Regions from separate parts of the Danio rerio genome. Here region 1 is linked to region 2. The links are chromatin contacts, called in public HiChIP or PLAC-seq maps. All regions are on one chromosome and are shown on one strand. Each heading gives the region's core, a stretch centred on a gene start, on an enhancer-like site or on the middle of the called end of the contact. The rest is flanking DNA. Distances are from core to core; before and after follow the strand shown. Region 1 holds the start of gpr37b (G protein-coupled receptor 37b). Region 2 holds the start of grm8a (glutamate receptor, metabotropic 8a).

What was found. HiChIP or PLAC-seq counts read pairs in DNA pulled down with a chosen protein or histone mark.
Region 1: a contact with region 2 is called in an H3K4me3 HiChIP or PLAC-seq map of embryo, with 7 times the contacts expected there. The contact joins the promoter of gpr37b here to the promoter of grm8a in region 2. A contact is called at or near these places in 1 of 18 Hi-C or Micro-C datasets (embryo) and 2 of 4 datasets of contacts at active chromatin or transcription factors (caudal fin and embryo).

What each region holds. Positions count from the first base shown.
Region 1 is chr4:4,336,991-4,339,770 of GRCz12tu, reverse strand. It overlaps gpr37b (G protein-coupled receptor 37b), which reads right to left and starts at 1,450. Exons shown (of 2, transcript NM_001144049.1): 1 at 399-1,450. The coding sequence starts at 1,403.
Region 2 is chr4:3,829,886-3,832,841 of GRCz12tu, reverse strand. It overlaps grm8a (glutamate receptor, metabotropic 8a), which reads right to left and starts at 1,320. Exons shown (of 10, transcript NM_001302228.1): 1 at 810-1,320. The coding sequence starts at 1,316.

The DNA of each region.
Region 1 (2,780 bases), core at 201-2,700, 510 kb before region 2:
TGTGCAATTGTACACAACATGAATAGATATATCTTGTAATTAGGCATTCATAAATCTATAAGTGGACTGATCTGTCATGCTGATTTTAAGCTATTTGAATAAATGCATTATGTAAATAGTATTATTTATTTATTTTAAGAGTGCAGACATGCCACCTGTTTCCTACCGGATTTATTGTATGCATTAGTCTATGTTAAAACCGAATTCAAATGCATATAATTTTATATGTAGAAATTATAAACAATAAATAGTTAATAATATATTTAATAATATATTATGTTTATTAAACTCTATGCATCCCACAAGAGAACTTTTATATGCTTAAAGATGTTTAAAAAGTATTGATGCTTGCAACACAAACATTAAACCCTGATATGAGTGAATATGGATTCCTTTACCTCGATATATGGTACGACTTTACAGGTGAACTGGCCCAGCAGCCAAGTCTTTGTGAGTTGGTGAAACACCACGAGGGGCAGGCAAAACAAGAGCAGTGCAAAGTCCCAGATGGCGAGGTTGGCCAGAAGAGCATTGGAGATACTCCTCATGTAGTAGTTATGGCACACAACACACATTATTGCTATGTTCCCGGTTATTCCCACCGCAAAAATAAGCACGGAGATGATGGTGATTGCATACGCCCCGTATGTTTCGCTTGTGACCGGGTAGAAAGGATTGGGGAAGAAGATGCTCTCCTCATCCTCAGCATACGGAGGGGTCATTGGTGTGGCGTCCCATGGGTCGTCTAAGGGTTTGGTGTGGAATTCAGTGAGATCGAATGGGAAGTCGGTGGAGGTGAGAGCTTGGGGTTTGGGAAGCGGTTCCCACATGGTTAAAGAGGATGTCAGGGCGTTATAATAAGTTTCGACTGGTGTCAGCGGGGGAGCGCTTTTATTCGGGCCCCTTTTCGAGCTCTTGAAGGTTTTCTTGTGGTGCTCCTTTGTGCCTCTTTTGCGTCTGTGGTTTCTCTCTCGCTTGCTCATTGAATACGGCTTAGAGTTATTGTGTCCAGCGACTGTTCCCATGGTAGCGGGCATCTCACCATTCAACTTTTTCCTTTTATGCCGCCGCAAGCGCTTCTGTGGGTTCGAGCCACTCACCGTGACCGCGTGTGTTCTGTTGGACAGCAGATGTCTGTATCCATACTGTTTGCTCTCCAGAAGCAGCCAGAGATGCGAAGACAAGTTGCTGTTGTCTCCTGAAGTCTGTCTGATAGTGTCAAAGGCAGGTGTACCCGCGGCTTGATGCCTCGCAGGGTGTGTGGCGCTGGCTTTTGCATCGTGAAGGCTCCTAAGAGTAACGTTGGCCGTCTCTTTGGTGTGTGCGTTACGGTTTCCCCCGCGCAGCAAAACATGTGGGCATCCCGCAACGAAAAAGATCGTCCTCAAAAGCAGCATCTGCATCTTCAACGGGTCCGTGTGCACTCTATAACACTCGAATGCGGGATATTCTTTCACATTGTCGGAGGGGAAAAGTTCGCACGTGAACGATCAGTGGGAGCTAATTAAATCCATGCAGTCGACTTTTCCTGTTACACATCCACACGGATGCAAACCCTCCTCGGCTAGATTCTCTCTTTGCGTTCCTCGTCCTTAAAGTGCCTTATTTTCACATGCACGCGACATTACATGAAAGCGCTAGTTGCGTTTGTGCTTCTGAAGCGCACTGCATCCCAGCCAGCTGCAGGAGTCGGTCGCATCCCGCGTTATGTTGGGCGCGGCAACCTGTGCTCGTCCTGCGCCTCTGCCGTGCGTGGAGTCCCGGGGACGCGCTCCGTGGCGCGAGCGGGCGGGCGGGGATCTGCTGCTGCTAATGCTGAAGAAAATGGACGGACTCTCTCCTGGCGGATAACCTTGTTCTGTCAAGCCGGATCCATCAGCATCAGCGCCTTGGACCACCGCAGCTGGAGGCGACCCCGCCCCGCCCGTGCGTAGTACATTCATTACCATGCGTAATTACGCATGTCAACAGAATCATAATCCGATCAGTCATGAGTGTAACACGGGCTTATGCGAGTTCAAATATAACCTAATGTCACAGTGGAAATGTGAAACTGCTTATATTGCGCAAATATGACTGGACACAGGCTGCAGTATTAAATCGCGCAATTAACATTTTCTGCAACATATGTGTGCATATTGCACATATGCATTAAGCAGTCATACAATAAATACTTGTAATTAACGTATCAATAGAAAACGTGAATTTTAGCACTGTAAAAAATTGGTTAATTGCAATTAAAAATATAAATAAAATTCTGTATTTGCATAATGTATACACAGTGTACTCAAAAAATACTAAATAAAATTATATATATATATATATATATAGTATTAGATATAACAAAATAAATATGCATAATATGCAAACACATAAACAAAAGCTTTATTTATTTATTATTATTATTTTGATATAATTGATAATAGAATTTATAATATTTATATAATAGCAGTAGAATTTATATGTTATTTTTGCTTGTTTTTGTCCCATATGTTAGTTTATATAATAACTAAATAAATAAAACTGATCTGCCATAATTAAAACAAATATCATTTGATGCCATTTACTTATCAAAATACTCTATTTGAGACGAAGAACCAAAATACTAATCATTTTAAATATTTATACTTCACCACCACTTTGACAATAATCAGCAATCAATGTAATGTATGATCAAATTCAGTATGATCATATATTCTTTTACATAATACAGTAAGTCCACGTACAATAAGTCTGTAATTTAATAATTACACAGAACAATACTTCACCAACATTCTTGA
Region 2 (2,956 bases), core at 71-2,570:
TCCCCATCACCACCACCACCAGGTCGGCCTCGTCTCCACTCAGGGGGTTGGCTTCGCTCTGCCTTCATCCTCAGGCAGGATCTGCCAGCTCATCCAGAGTTCTGCACTATAGACGAGGTTTTACGCCAAAGAACTTTATGAAAGGACCTTAACGAATTCACATTCATGCAAACAATTCAGAATAAATGTTCATACGTTTATCTGCCTCCTAAAGTCTTTCTGGTAGAAATGCAAGGTTAGACCTTTTATGTGATCTTGCTTACCTCGAACATCATAATGTTGACCAACATGACCCAACAATTCTGTTGAACTTGACCAACATGACAGGGATTTAATTTTCAGCTCACAACTTTTTAGTGCCTAACCCAGATCAACTACTACATTAACTGTCATTTACAACAAGTAGAGATGCTGTGTAATTTCCAGGTTGTGTAAATGCAAGGCTTTTCTGTGGCCTTCTTACGTCAAGTTTTACAACTTTTATCAAAATAATGAAGATCGATGACTGGAAATATGAGCCTCAATCCGTTTTAGGTTACAGCCTACACCCTTTCGCACTGTTAACCTCAATATTGCACTGTAACCATCATCCACAGCAGCTATAGGATTCCCTACACCTCCCACACCTTAGAAAGTCAAAATTAGATCCCTGGCAAGTTTGAGCCAATCTTGAGGTAGGGCTTCAACCCACAACTTTCGATTCTCAACTGAGATTGTTATCCACAACACTATGCAACATCAATCACTGACAACAATTAGAAGATGCACCGCTCTACCAATTCCCAGAAGAATAAGTTGAGTCTGCCTACCTTAAAAAGCCTCAAGATGTTGGCGACCATGATGGAGACCGAGCTGGCAGCTGCACCGATGACGCCAACAATTTTGTCGGGTTTGGCGAATATGGGCTGATCTCCATTGGCACAGCGTACATCCGAACCGTCGCGCTCAATGAGAGCTTGCACAAAGGTAAGAGACTGCTCCAGAGCGTAAGTGTCCCGCGAGCAGGTGTCCAGAATTCGGGCACCTAATGTCACATTGGGCAGTAGATCTGGGTCTTTATTGATGAGGTCAATGGCAAACAGCATTGCCTCTAATCGGTGGATGCCTTTCTCCTTCTTTAACTCTCCACAAGGAACCCCACGCTCACCCCGAGAATGAACCGGAAACAGGCCGCCCAGGATAATATCGCCATCCAGACGGATAGAGTGGGCATACTCAATCGGTGGCGTCTCCAGCTTCTGGAGGGAGACTGGAAACCAGTAGCAGAGAAAGACAAGCAACTGGTATTGAGTCCGGCTTAAGCACACAAGATCCATATCCACAGAGTTGTTGGGGAAAATCTGAAGAAGCGAATGGATACAGATTCCAATTGGTGGGACTAATGGGGAAGTAGGTGGACAGGAAAATCCATGGCCGTTTCAAAGCTGAAGCCAAGCACCCCGGCCATTTAGGTTGCCACAGTGGTGCGTCATGTGACCGGCAGCAGGTGATTTAAGGAGACTCTCAAAAGTGTTAGATAGGAAGTAAACAAGTCCCTTTTAACATCCGAGCTGCGACCGTCTCACATCTTCAAACGCATCTAAAGCAAAAGAAAACATTGCATGAGTGGCTGCACAAAGAGAAATCAAACATGAATCAGACACAATGTATGCAAGCAACAAAGCAAACTCATCAAACACACGGACATCTTGACAGGGAGGAAATTACATCACACAGTCATTTGGAGCTCTGTGTGGTCTTTCATTTCTGCCTCATTGAATGCAAAAAAAAAGAAAAAAGATGCACCTCACATTTGCATAGCCAGCCAAAGATATTTCCCAGCGAGAGGAAATCTGACTGTTTGCATATAATGGAGCATTCAGGATGATTCTTACAGTTTGGCTTTGTGGACTGGAGTGGAACAGAGAGTAATCAAGGTGAGTTATTGAAAAAATATTTTTTACACCCGTTTTTTTTTTTTTTTTTTTTTTTTTTTTTTTTTTTTTTTGGCCAAGATGAACAGAGATGGAAATTTGGGCAGATGCAAAGAGACAATAATTATTATATAGACAAGGATTAAGCCTATTCTGAAAAGACATTGAAAAGCCACTGAAAGACATTTACATGTCTTAAGTACACCAGCAATGATCAAAATCCTTACATGTACGAAATGAACTATGGCCTAACCCTGTCTGCGAAACCAGGCCTTAAAAGAGATTGTAAATTGTAAATTCGGTAATCATATAATTATTCCAAAACAAGTTTGAGCTTTTCTTTTAAACCTAAAAGCAGATTTTAAAAAATGTTGGAAACTGATAACCATAGACTTCCATAGTACTAGTTTTTCTGCTGTTCAATAGAACAAAACAATGTTATTGAACAAGTCAAAGGTGAGTAAATGATGACATAATTGTCATTTTTTGATGAATTATCCCTTTAAAGTTTATAGATATTACACATTTAACATAAACACAATATAAATCGTGTTCTTAAAGTTATATAGGATGAAAATTTGGGGGTGGGGAGATTCATTAAATCACTACTCCTTGCTACTCTAATATGTAAATACAGCTGCCTTTTCTTACTGATAAACTGTATTAAACACTATAGTATACTTTATATACTATAAAAAACTGGTGTTTTATTATAATTAGTCATAATTATTATAATTAGTAATTTATAATTTATACACTCTCACAAATAAAGGTAAGCGAATTGTCATTGGGGTGGTACCTTTTCAAAAGGTACAAATTTGTACCTAAAAAGTCCATATTAATACCTTGAGGGTACATGTTGGTACCTAAAAAGTACAAAAGTGTTCCTCTTAAAATTTGTAGGTACTAATATATACTTTTGAGGTACCAATATGGACCCTTCAAGTACAAATGTGTACCTTTCGAAAAGGTACCACCCCAGTGACAGCTCTCGTACCTTTGTTTCTGAGAGTGTAGGAGTGTCCAAACTCAGTCCTGGAGGG